2 separate regions of the Oryctolagus cuniculus genome follow, and region 1 is linked to region 2. The links are chromatin contacts, called in public Micro-C maps. All regions are on one chromosome and are shown on one strand. Each heading gives the region's core, a stretch centred on a gene start, on an enhancer-like site or on the middle of the called end of the contact. The rest is flanking DNA. Distances are from core to core; before and after follow the strand shown. Region 1 has its middle 150 kb from the start of TBL1XR1. Region 2 has its middle 380 kb from the start of TBL1XR1.

Region 1 (6,737 bases), core at 4,221-6,720, 230 kb before region 2:
TGCCAGAGTCAGGATTCTGGCGTTGACTTGGAGTGAAATGGAAAGCAACTGGAAGGTTTCATGCAGACAAATGTCATGCCCTGACTTGTACTTTTGAAGGACTGCTGTGGCTGCTGCACTTGGATGGACTGAAGACGAGACAAGTTATGAATCTGCTGCAATCATCAGGACAGAGGATTATGGTTAAGGTCACAGCAGTGGAGGTATAAGAGGTGATCCGATTAGGAATCTATCTTAAAAGTACAGTGGAAGGTGTTGTGATACAGGGGGTTAAAATGCTGCTTGGGACACTCACATCCCATATTGAAGTGCCATTCTGAGCACTGGCTACTGCTGCTTCCAATCCAGCTTCTTGCTAATGTTCTTTGGAGGCAGCAGATGATGGCCCAAGAACGTGGATTCTTGCAAGGTAGACCTGGATGTAGTTTCTGGCTCCTGGCTGCCACATGGCTGTTGCAGGCACATGCGGAGTGAACCAGTGGATAGAAGATAGCTGTTTTTTTTTTTTTTCCTGTTACTCTGCCTTTCACATAAATAAATAAATGCATCTTAAAATACATTCCATAAGATTCAAATGTGGGCTATTATAATACCTAGATGATAGAATATGGGCAAAGAAATCAACAGATTGGGAAAGTACAGCCAGTAACAGAGGAAGAAAATCAGTAAAGGGTAGCATCCCAGATTCCAGGTGGAGAAAGTGTTTCCAGAGGTAACCAGTGATCAATTATATCAGATGCTGCTGATAGGTTAACTAGGATGAGCCTAAAAACTATTGGATTTAGCAAAATGGAGGGCATCCATAGCCTTGAGAGAAGCAGTTTTACTAGAGTGGTTGGGGCAAATGCTTGCTTGGAAATAAACCAGAGAATATAGGAGAAGAGTGAAGGCGGTGCGTCTCCACAACTCTTCGGAGGCCTGTCTAGTGGGAGAGGAAGCAGAACACTGAGGCAGCAGCTTCACCAGCAACTGGACTCAGCAGAGGTTTCTCCCAATATACCAGGTGGTCTGATACCGTCCTGCCTTTGTAAAAAGCCCTTCTCCTCCAGTCTATCTGGTGAACTTTCACTTCTTGAGAAGCTAATGTGAGCATATCTATACTGAACTTTATTACTGTCTGCATTGATTCTTCAAAATAGGACTTACTGTAGCCAGTGCTGTGGTGGTGTGGGATAAGCTGCAGTACACAGTGCTGGCATCCCATATGGGCACCCATTTGAGTCCCAGATGTTCCACTTCCGATCTCGCTCCCTACTAATGTGTCTGGGAAAACAGCGGAAGATGACCCAAGTGCTTGGGCCCCTGCATCCACATGGGAGACCCGGATGAGGCTCCTGGCCCCTTGCTTCAGTCTGGTCCAGTCCTGCCCATTGTGGCCATTTGGGTAATGAATCATCAGATGGAATCTCTCTCTCTCTCTCTGTCTCCCTCCCCACATTTCAAGTAAATAAACAAATATTTTTAAAGGACTTAGTGTGTGCCTGTTATGAAATAAGACACTCATCAATGAACAGTGAGGAAGCCTGACAAGATCTCTGTCTTCTTGGAGGTCACCATCCAATGGGGGAGACCAAGACTACAGAAGTAAACAAAGAAAAAAAGTAACTGATCGCTACAGATCATGAGGAGAGTTGTGCAGGCCACAGACTGCGTGGTGGATAGAATGTGAGCTGTGGTAGCCCTGGGAGGCCTCTCTGGGAAGGTGATCACTGAAATGAAACCAGATGGACACTGCTATGACTTGGATGTTTGAGTATCCTCAGATTCCTATGTTGAAGCCTTAATCCTCAATGTGATGGTATTTGGGGGTGGGGCCTTTGAGAAGTGATCAGGTCATGAGGGTGGAGCCTTCAGTAATGGGATTCTCTCCCTGTGAGGACACAGCTGAAGTATATCCACTTGCAATCCATAAAAAGGGCCCTCATCAAGACCCAGGTCAGCTGGTGCCTGGATCTTTGTTACAGCAGCTTGAGCTGACTTAGACACATATGAAAGAGCAAGTCTCAGGAAGGCCCAGGAAAATCCTCCAGGCAGAGGGAACGTACTCTGGTGGTGGGTAACAAATAGGCGTCTCACAGGGTAGCTGTGGCCTGAGCTGGGGCCAGTGAATGCTTAAATGGAGCAGGTGACCCGACGCCTGACTTTACGCTCAGTGAAATAGAATTTTAGCAGGGGTGCTTGGAGCGTGGGAAGATGAGGCTGGCTTTGTCAAACACTGGCTGTGTACATGGTGACAGGTGCATGGCAGGACACAGGTATGTTTTGGAGGTAAACCAGTCAGCAGATAGGAATGTAGTGAATCAAAGAAAAGAACAAACTAGCCGGCACCGTGGCTCAATAGGCTAATCCTCCGCCTTACGGCGCTGGCACACCGGGTTCTAGTCCCAGTTAGGGCGCCAGATTCTGTCCCGGTTGCCCCTTTTCCAGGCCAGCTCTCTGCTGTGGCCAGGGAGTGCAGTGGAGGATGGCCCAAGTGCTTGGGCCCTGCACCCCATGGGAGACCAGGAGAAGGACCTGGCTCCTGCCTTTGGATCAGCGTGGTGTGCTGGCTGCAGCGCACCGGCCGTGGCGGCCATTGGAGGGTGAACCAACGGCAAAAGGAAGACCTGTCTCTCTCTCTCTCTCTTTCACTGTCCACTCTGTCAAAAAAAAACAAAACAAAAAACAAAACAAAAAACTAAAACTTGTGTTCTTGGTATGAGCAGCCAGGTGGACGTGGAACCATTATCTAGGAAAGTGTTCATGACAGGCTAGGGGGCTACCGGTAGGTTTTAGGACTTACTCCTCTTCAGCCCTGCAAACGTGTCTAACGTTGGCTTCTTTCTTTCCGGCTTTGTTCTTCATTATTTGATAAGTTGTTAGAGAGTCTGGCCTCTTTTTTTTTTTTTTTTTTTTTTAGAAACCATTTGTTTGTTAAGTACAACTTTCTTTTTTTTTTTTTTTTTTTTTTTTTTTTTTTTTTTTTTTTGACAGGCAGAGAGGACAGTGAGAGAGAGAGACAGAGAGAAAGGTCTTCCTTTGCCGTTGGTTCACCCTCCAATGGCCGCCGCTGCAGCCGGCGCACCGCGCTGATCCTGGCAGGAGCCAGGAGCCAGGTGCTTTTCCTGGTCTCCCATGGGGTGCAGGGCCCAAGCACCTGGGCCATCCTCCACTGCACTCCCTGGCCATAGCAGAGAGCTGGCCTGGAAGAGGGGCAACCGGGACAGAATCCGGCGCCCCAACCGGGACTAGAACCCGGTGTGCCGGCGCCGCAAGGTGGAGGATTAGCCTATTGAGCCACGGCGCCGGCTCTAAGTACAACTTTCTAAGTACAACTTTAGGAATATAGAGGTTCTTCCCACCATAACCACCCTCCCACCCCACCTCCTCCTCCCTCTCCCATTCCCAGTCCCGTCCTTTTATACTCCCCTCTGTAGCTCTGAGCCCAGCAGAGTGCTTTCGGAACACATGGGTTGCACCAACAGTTCCTGGCTGCACCTCCCAGGTGCTACCGGTTGAGGGGTCAGCTGCTGGATGGCAGGGCCCCTCCCAGAAGCACCAAGGGCCTCACACGCTGCGCCCTGTCCTGTCTGTCTTATTAAAGCAAGAGAGGGTGTGCACGATAAGGCAGGGTGGGACCCTTGACTCACAGACTCACAATTAGCAGGCTTTTGTCTTTGAATCTGACTGGAAGTGACTCATGGGCTGGAAAAAAACCTGTTGGAAACAAATGAGGGGGAAAAAAAAGGAGGTTAAGCCAGTGCTGCATTTCATGCTCAGATAAAATGCAGATCTGCTGTCCCATAAACGTTGACTACTGTACACTACCTCAGCCTCCTTCCAACAAAACCCAGGGGGACTTATTAAGCGCGACAATTCACTCATTTTCTCCAAGATTTTTATTAAATGCAATTTAGAGGGGATAAAGTTTCCTTCTTTCTCTTCACTCGAATGAACCCTAATTACCACTAGGGTGGAATAAGATGGGCTTCTTGAAGTCCGCCGCGATGAGTATTGCTTCCCCTTTAAATTAACCCGCCAGTCTCTTGTTCAAAAAGCCAGCGGTGCACTTCCTGTCCACACAGACTTGGCTCCATGCATTTTAAAGAGCATTTATTAAGCACCTGGTGATGGGGCACTGACAACTATATAGCCTGTGCAGGACAAAAGACACAGCTTTGCCTGGGGGTGGGGGTGGGGTTTACTGTGGGGGGTGGGGAGTGAGTTTTGCACTAAGATTCTGTGCAAGTTAAGACTAACAAAAGCCATTTTGGACTGCTTGGGGGTTGCAAGTAACAAAACACCAATCAGGTTAAGCAGTAGGGAGAATGTGTAGGTGGTCACAAGTCATCCGTGGCAGGCAGCATGCACCAACCGCCAATTCCATCAGCCCCCACTGGGCTCTGTCCCTGCCCCCAGCCCTGCCTTCACACACGCTGGGAAACAGCTCATACACAAGGTTCCTAAATACACCAACTTGCAGTTTTAGCCCTGGGCAGAAACTGTGTTTTTTCACTTCCAGTTTCAAAATCCCCCCCAAGAAAACCTGTGTTGTGTCAGGTCTTTGCTCGCGGACTCCCTGCCTGCCACAAGGTTGGGGAAGGGCAGCGACTGGTACAGCTTAGGTCGGAGGCTCCCTGCCCACTCTCTCTCGGCGCCGACAAAGCGGCTCCTGCTGTAACTGCGGGTGTGGGGCGCCACTAAGCCAGGAGTGGAGGGGGAAGGGCTGAGGACGCCGGGCTGCCGGTGCGTTTTCAGAAACCACCGCAGGGGCTCTGGCCTCACCGGCCGCCCAGGACTGGACTCTGGGCAAGCCAGTCCCTTGCGAAATCTGGATTTCACTGAATCCTCACGACGGTCACTGAGGGGCCTGGCTGCTGCCCCCATTTCACAGATGCGGGCCTCAGAGACGTTGAGCACCCGGCCCACACTTAGGCAGCTAAGAAGCCCACAGAGCAGGATTCTGCTTCCAGGCGCTTCCAAGTCTCTGGGCTGCTGGCACCACCCAGGGCGCGCACCCACCCAGCTCAGCGGGGAGGAGAAGGCCGGCCCTGGGGGAGGGGCAGCCCGACACCGCGGGTTGGGCCGGGGTCCCACCCGGGCCCGAGGCGTGCAGGGATGCGGCCTGAGGAGCCCACGCCGAGCAGGGCGCGGGGTGGGGGGAGGGGTGCTCGGGGCCTGAATGCAAGGCCCCGGCACCGCAGGCAAGGCCACGCCCTGGTTGGGAGAGCGTCCCTCCAGATCCCGGCCTTTAACTGCAATCCCATTTAAGGACAACCCGGCCCGGTTCACACCTAGCCTTGAAGATGACAGATGGCTCTGTGGTCCATTTGCAGGGTGAGAACGGGAGCCTATAACTCTGCACCTGCACTGCCGGCTCCATAAACCAAGCAGATCGTGGCCCATAAAATGCCACCGCCGCTGAGGCGCAAAATCCAAGCGGTCACCTGGAGAAGGAAGTCCGCCACGGAGAGCGCCCCGGGACCCCGCACCCACGGGGGAGGCTGGGCACGCGGGTGGGGGATGGGCGCAGGCGGCCTCCCCTCCCCCCACCCCGTGCCTCCGCTCCCGGCTTTGTAGCCCTGCTCTGCCACGTGGTAAAAGCTTCCGGAGGGCGGGGGGTGGAGGGGGCGGCATCAGTTATTTCTGCCTGAAGAGTTTTTGACCAAACGTAAGCGTCGGAGGAGCGGGAGCCCGAACCCCCCACCCCGCCACCCCCCAAGCCCCAGCGGCTGCGACCCCGACGCGGCGGCGGCAGAGCCCCAGCGCCGAGCGGCTGCAAGGCGCCCCTCCCCCGCCGCGCCCGCGAGCCCATTTTCGCTTGGCCGGTCCCCGCGCTGCCGGATGGATCGCGCCCCACCCCCGCTCCTCTGCTCAGTCATTCAGACTTGGAAAGTCAATAACACGCTGACATCATCAGGGGTTTGTGTATTATTACACGGCTACTTTCCAGAGTACCTGGCATTCTCTAAGAGAGGAGCACTCTGGCTGCCCAAGAAAGGGCCCTGAACTGGGAGCCTGGAGGCCTCGGGCGGGGCGGCTGCTCGGAGCAAGGCTCGGTGCTCGGCGGGGAGCGTCTTCTGGGCACCAATTAGGAGCAGATCCTCAGCTTCTGCTGCGCTGGATGCAGATGCACTTTAGATATCGATACAGCCTTCACTGTGGCTTGGGGGCACACTTATAAATCATCCTTAAGTGACCTGTGTTTCTACCAGAGACATCCAGAAGCATTTTCAGTGATCTTTGCATAGGAAAAAAAGAAAGGCATCTTCTAGGCCCAGGAGCCCAAAGCTGATTCTTCTGAGCCTCTCGGGGTTTGCCTGTGCGAGTCTCTTATGTAATCGCCATCACGGCTGATTAGGTCTTCCTGGTCTCTTCCTCCCTCCAGGGCTGAGCTGGGTGGTTTGGTGGCTGTGTTTTTCTTTAAGCCGCATGCTGGGCAAACACACATCCATAGGAAACACATCCCAGATCCACGGTGCAGGCTGCTCCCCCAACGGCTCCCTTGTGCAGAGTGGCTCAGTTTTTTTTTGGGGGGGGGGAGGGAAGTAGATTAATTTGTTGTTAATTAAGACTCCTTTATGTTGCTACTCTGGCATTTCCTTTTCCTAGAACGAGTTTTTAAAGATAATTTCATGTATTTTAGATGATCCCCCCCTCCTCTTGGCTGTGGTACTTGAAACAGCTTATATAATGACTTAACTATCGATTACTGTTCTGTTCATACACACACCTGAGTTTAAAAAAACAGCCGTAAA
Region 2 (6,539 bases), core at 3,303-5,802:
GCTGAAAAGCCCATAAGAGTATTTCAGGCATGGAAAGCCAAGACACTCTGGCAAAAGATCTCTGTGAATGAGATCCCAGTGGAGAGAACAGGTCTTCAAAGAAGGAGATACCTTTCTCTGAAGGGAGGAGAGAACCTCCACTTTGACTATGACCTTGTCCAAACAAGATAAGAGTCGGAGAACTCAAGGGGCTTCCATAGCCTTGGAAACTCATGACTGGAGCATAGGGAGATTACTGATGCCATAGACAGGAGCGTCAATTGGTAAAGTCAACAACAGGAGTCACTGTGCACTTACTCCTCATGTAGGATCTCTATCCTTAATGTGCTGTGCAATGAGATTTAATGCTATAACGAGTACTCAAACAATATATTTCACTTTGTGTTTCTATGGGGGTGCAAATTGTTGAAATCTTTACTTAATGTATACTAAACTGATCCTCTGTAAAAAAAAAAAAAAAAAAAAAAAAGAAATTATCAACTCCCAACTTGACTCTCACTGGGATTAAACATGACAATAGGTCTGATCTGATTTCATCATCATTTAAAAAAATCATCTATTATTTTTCACTTTATGTTTCTGTGTGGGAGCAAACTGTTGAAATCCTTACTTAATGTATACTAAGCTGATCTTCTGTATATTAAGAGAATCGAAAATGAATCTTGATGTGAATGGAAGGGGAGAGGGAGTGGGAAAGGGGAGGGTTGTGGGTGGGAGGGACGGTATGGGGGGGACGCCATTGTAATCCATAAGTTGTACTTTGGAAATTTATATTCATTAAATAAAAGTTAAAAAAAAATTAACCTCCTATAGACTTAGTGAATTTATAGTCCCACCCGTGATTACCTTGGCAGCACCAGACTCAATGATTTCGTGGGCTTTATGCTGCCCATGGCCTGGGGCTGGACGTTCCCACTGCTGCTAGAAGGCATTTAGATCTGACCTCTTGAGGCTTGCTTTTTGATATTCTAAAAAATTATAGAATAGGCTCTGTATCTTGACATAGCTTGTTTTCAGGCCTATTGCTTTGCTGAAAAGTCCTATTTTGAATATTGGAATTTGAATGTTATTTGGTTGTTTCTCCCTGCTTTCCCACTGTAACTGTCACCCTTCTGATGCCAGGGAAGGCAGCCTCAGCCTAGGGAGAAAGCACATTAGTGTTTTACATGCTGTTAGCCCTGTTAACACATCTTGCTCTTATTGACGAATCCCTGCTTCTTTCCTAGGGGTCAATTGTGTGACTAAATGTGGTACAGTGTACCTACATGGTGGCTGTACACAGAATTGTCTTAACCAACCAATTAGTGACAAGGGAACACACACATGGTTTCCTTGGCAGTATGTCTTCAGATGAATGACTACTATTTTATTTGGACTGTTTTTATTTTTGAAGGACATTGCATCCTGACCTCAGGAAAATAATCTTTTGGTTTTTTCCAACATCATTTTCTGCGTTTTCAAAGTCATGACTCGAGAGTGTCTTAGGAATTTTCCATATAAATCCTAATTTTGTTTCTTAACAATAATATAACAATGTTTTGTTCATTTTTTATACATCATTCGACTCTTCCACCCTCATTATTTTGTTCTAATTTGATTGTGTGTTTGGCTCAGAACCCAGAGTGAGAGAGACATACAATTGTCATTTTGAGGATAACCAGCAGGCCAAAGTGAGTTCACACTTGGTGCATTCCCAACTGCAGAAGAGTTGGTGACCCTGACATTGTGTTTTTTATTTTGAAGTATTAGGCACATTTGTGTTGTCACATGTGTAATTCCTTTGAACTGAGCACTTGCTATGCACAGAGAGTTGCAGAGAATGAAAAAAGACAAAAAAAGGCCTGTCACATCATTTATTTCCTTCATGGCACTTATCACATTATCTAATTATCTTGCTTATTTACTTGTTTACTCACACATTGCCCATCTTGCCCACTAGAAATGCAGAGACTTTGCCTCTCTTTTTTACTGCTATAAATCTAGCACCTGGCACTGTGCCTGAAATGCAAAAAGGCTCAGCATACAGCATGATGCTTGACAGAAAAAAAAAGATGCTTCTCTTCTCTGGTGAGAGTGTTCTCCCTCTTTCAAAGCTCCTTTGTCCAAGTACACATTCCATTCCCAGCCATTCTAGTCTTCAGCAAACCTCTCCTCCTCTGATATGCCAGTGATGACTGTGAGTTCCATTCCTTTGACGTGTGATTACACACCGACTTGTCTTCTCACTTAGGCTGTGCTCCTCTTATCTCTTCATGGGTACGTATAGCTGTGCTTTGCCTCACTGAAAAGTCCTCGGCAAGCTTTGCTTATGATGATGATTGTTGAAAGCTCCTCAAGGGCATTAGAGTACAGCTTCTCCCACCCAACCTTTGTTATTGACCCTGAATTGTATGCAATGAATAATTGGATGAGAAATGTCTACATCTGGAAAGATGAAAAGACAAAGACCAATCATGACTCCAGCCCCAATGTGAAATTCATTTCTTAAAGATTTATTTGTATATGTTTTTACTTATTTTTTTATTTATTCAAAAGGCAGAACAACAGAGAGAGACTGAGAGGAGGAGAGGGAAATATCTTCCATCTGCTGATTCACTTCCCAAATGGCCAGGGCCATCAGGTCAGGGTTGGGCCAAGCTGAAGCCAGGAAGCAGGAACTCCATCTGAGTCTCCCACATGGATGGCAGGGGCTCAGGTACTTGGGCCATCTTCTGCTGCTTCCCCAGGAGCATTAGTAGAGAGCTGGATCAGAAGTCGAACAGGTGGGACTTGAACTAGTACTCAGATATAGGATCCATCCCAGGGTTTCCTCCTCTACTGGCCCTCCTCTTGGCTGATAAGTCAACATGAATTTTCAGCTAGATATAGGAAAGACTTGCTATCCAAGGTCAATAACAAGATTGAGGAAGGGGTGGGAGAAATTCATTTGTTGAAGGAGACCACAGCAAAGTCCTCCAGGACCTCTGGGGACCTGGTCACCTACACAGGCCACCAGCTCTAAGACCTTGGCCCCATCATGGAGACTTTGTCTAGTGTGTGAACTGCTGGAGGCTTTCCAGGGGAAGAACATTCTCCTTTTGTCTTGAACTCATGATTGCTCCAACACATTCCTGACTGCCCCAACCTTGTTAAAGAGGAGAGTCTGAATTTGAATACACATTCATTAAGCATTGGTGCTTGGTATACATATGTCCACAGAGAAAGGTGCCAAGCCATGAAGAGCTGCCAGACCCCAGAGCCCTGGAATTGCATTGGATTTCCATGGCAAAGACATCATGGAACACCCTCTGCTGGAGCTTTCCTGCAGAGTCATAGGGAAATCCCCCCTAACATTTGGCACCCAGAATTTTGTACCAACCTGTGAAGCACAGTGCCAAGTTCTGTTACCTAGAATTTCTCTTAAGGCTTGTTCAGATGTTGGCAGAAGTGTCCAAGGTGTGTTTTCTGTTGTTTCTTCTTTTGATGTTTTTTTTTTTCTTTTTGCAAATGAGAACCAGAGGTGTAAATGTTGCATAGCAGAAGAGCAAGATTGTATCAAAAGCCACCCCCCCACCCCCCCCCCACCCCCGCCTCCGCACATCATTAGCTTTAATCACATAGACACCCCATACTGGGAGCTATTCCAGAGCACGGCTGTTCTGTGTGTTGGTGTCACTTCAGGGCACATCGCGGACTGGAACTGGATGGACTCACCTGGCTGGGTAATTCAGACCATTGAAGGTTTGCAATGTTCCAGAGTGCTCCAAGCTATCCCCGTTTAAGGGCTTCTTCCCGGGAAGTGGGAGAGGACTATCCAGAGTGTTCCGACAGGAAACGTCAGGACCATCGCTAAGCAGTTTTCCAGCATTTGGAGTAGAGGGTTACCATCTAGCAGGATTCCTCACTGCCTAAGCAAATTCGAATTTCTACTCTGGCTCACCCAGGTCTTTAAAATTCCAGCAGCCTGGGGGAAAATGACCCCTGTGAAAAGCGATGCAGTGGCTTCCTCCGCCTTTCCTGCAGCTGGCGTCCAGCAATGCCCGAGACGTTGCTTAACGCTCCTGCTAGAATCTCACCGCTCAGACCCGGGCACATCCAGACAGGCCTGCCCTGACTCACCGCGTTGATTTCTGTTTAGAAGCTGCAAGGCTGGACTGATGACCCCGAAATGCGGTTTCGTTTTCCCCTTAATTATCTATCTGGCTTCACAGGAAATGGATGTTTGGTTGCTGAAGACAAAAAAGCTGTTCTTCAACTCCTGCCTCATGACTGGAACCTTGCCACGTTAGGCTTGTGAGGAGTCCATTAAAAACACACAGCGGCAGGCAGACTTGGGCTGGGACATGTGTATCTACAGGTCTTTTAAACACAGGCGGCCCAGTGTGCGTCTTTGCTTTATGGGGTTGAAGGAGGCACCATCTTTGCTCCGATTTTGTGACCCAGTGTTGACAAGAGGCTCTGGGACCTCGTCTAGGCTCTTAGCACTTCCTCTACAGAGAACGTTCCGCCTTTCCTGGGGTCACATTTAGGGCACCTTTAACTCTCAAGATGACCTTCAATAACCCACAGTCCATTTCCTGTTGACCTGAGTGTCCTCTGCTTCCTTAAAAGTGTTCTTTTCTTCCCTTGCCATTCATTGTTAGCGTGATGCTCTCCAGGGCTCCCCCAGCACTGCCCGATTCTTTGCTAGGCTGTGGAATGTTCTTGTTTTTTTCCTGCATTGTTTTCCCTAGGTTCTCATCCTTACCCTGTACACAATGGAGAGGGAGCTGCATTCTGCCTCTGCTCTCTCTCAGGGAATGGTCCTCATACTTAATACTCTGCTTTCCTACTGATTTGGAAAAATTATGTTGGAATCTTTGTTCTGGCACACTTCAATTGCATTTCGGCTGGAAATGTTTTACACATTAAAACGATGAAGGATGACTTTATTTGCCAGAGTAGGCAAAAGATCTTTAAACATGGGGAAGAAAAAGAGGTGAAAAAAAAAAAAAAGACAAAAAGGTCTTTCTGGAGCTATGTCTTAAAAAGACTCTTGAATATGTAAAAGCTGTTAGAACCCAGCAGGGTGGGGCCCTGCTCTTGGCAAAGTGAGCCCCTGAGAAGCCTCTTTTCTGGCCACCCCCTTTCCTGGCTTTAAGAGGCCTTAATCTTCTCCCAGGACCTCTCTTGACCCTGGGCCCTTGTGGCGCAAACTCTTAGCCTCCATCCTAGGAGGCAGGGGGCATTTCAAATGCTCCCAGCAGGAAATTGAGCTAATGGAGTTACCCCAACTTCACACACATTTTTTTCAATAGGTTCTTAGTCTCCTACCTTACCAGTCAGCCCAGGTTCACAGCCTCCCTCTGTCCTGAAACAGGTTTTGGGGAACTGAGATGCCTTCTGGACTTCTCTAGGCATGAGGTGCAAACCTGGCCCTTCTAACCCTGCACGGGGACGATGTTGGCACACCAGAGTTGGGGTTCCTTTCATTTATGCCTTGTTTCACTTTGCAGTCGCTTTAGCAAAGGATAGATTTGTGGTCGCTGTCACAGACTGGAGATTTTTGAGAGCAGCTCTCTCCAGAACGCCTGTCGCCAGAGATAGGGTGACTTCCTTCCCCCTGGGTAGGGGTGACTGCCAAGTCTCAGGAGGCTTCCCACCCAACTGTGGAGAGGGCTGGCTCCTTGAGCTTTGCACAAATGCTTTCCGGTCCCTGCAGCAGTCTGTTTACAGTGAGGCACCCAGCACGCAGTGGGTTTTGAAGCTGCCTGCTAATTTGGGGCCCAGTTTTTAACAACCCAACAGCCTCATAAGGTTGGTGATATACTTGAATTTCTGTTTCAGTTCAACTACCTTTTAAATGCAGATGTCATTTATGCATTCCACACACCAGCCTTGTGTCAGGACCAGGTCAGTGGGGGAAAAATGGTTTCTACCTCCATGGAGTTTATGGCCTAGCCTCTTCTGGTTTGAAATTTGACTTGGATGAAGAAAGACACCATCCCATAGCTCTGCAGATGGCATTCCGTTCATCTAGAATAATGCAGTTGTAGAACGTGAGCACTGCAACACAGACTGAAGCCTATGTGTTCTACAAGTGTATGTGTAAAAGAATTCACATCATGGGGAGTATCAGAAACAGGATTGAGCAAGTGGATTATAGGAACACTTGCTGCCAATCCCATGTGAGAGGCTTTTCCCCGATTGTCAGGAGCAGAGGAGAAGGAAGGGAACAGGAAAGCACTAAATGCAAAAGCAAAGAGCACTTGCGCACTTGCTGTGGTTATTACACACAGGCTATAAACAAAATACTGGGGCCTCTTTGGTTTTAGAAACCATGGTTGGAGAAGGCATTTAAGTCAGCCTCCAACTTTTTTCTATCCTGACTCCCAGAACAGAGTGAGGCTGGAAACTATTCTGCTGATTCAGGTTTTTTCAAACCACTCCCTTGTCTGTGGGAAGAGATGTATTTCATGCATACAAGTCTGTTCTTGTTCGTTTTATGGTTTAGACTGTAGGCTCTTACAAGTCTTTAAAATGACACAATGAATCCTTACCTAGATTCCTTGACGAGTGAA

Evidence for each region. Hi-C and Micro-C count contacts between places; a contact is called where the count stands out from the background.
Region 1: a Micro-C map of ear pinna shows a contact between it and region 2, with 7 times the contacts expected there. The contact joins two enhancer-like sites. A contact is called at or near these places in 3 of 6 Hi-C or Micro-C datasets (ear pinna, embryonic fibroblasts and an unstated tissue).

What each region holds. Positions count from the first base shown.
Region 1 is chr4:102,566,059-102,572,795 of mOryCun1.1, reverse strand. No RefSeq gene overlaps it. Among named protein-coding and RNA genes, the nearest start is that of TBL1XR1, 150 kb to the left of the region's middle. Within about 2 kb of position 5,470, at least 4 of the 8 cell types and tissues checked have an H3K27ac peak or open chromatin away from gene starts, as enhancers often do. A contact at or near this core is called in ear pinna, where this site is marked.
Region 2 is chr4:102,339,249-102,345,787 of mOryCun1.1, reverse strand. No RefSeq gene overlaps it. Among named protein-coding and RNA genes, the nearest start is that of TBL1XR1, 380 kb to the left of the region's middle. Within about 2 kb of position 4,552, at least 3 of the 8 cell types and tissues checked have an H3K27ac peak or open chromatin away from gene starts, as enhancers often do. A contact at or near this core is called in ear pinna, where this site is marked.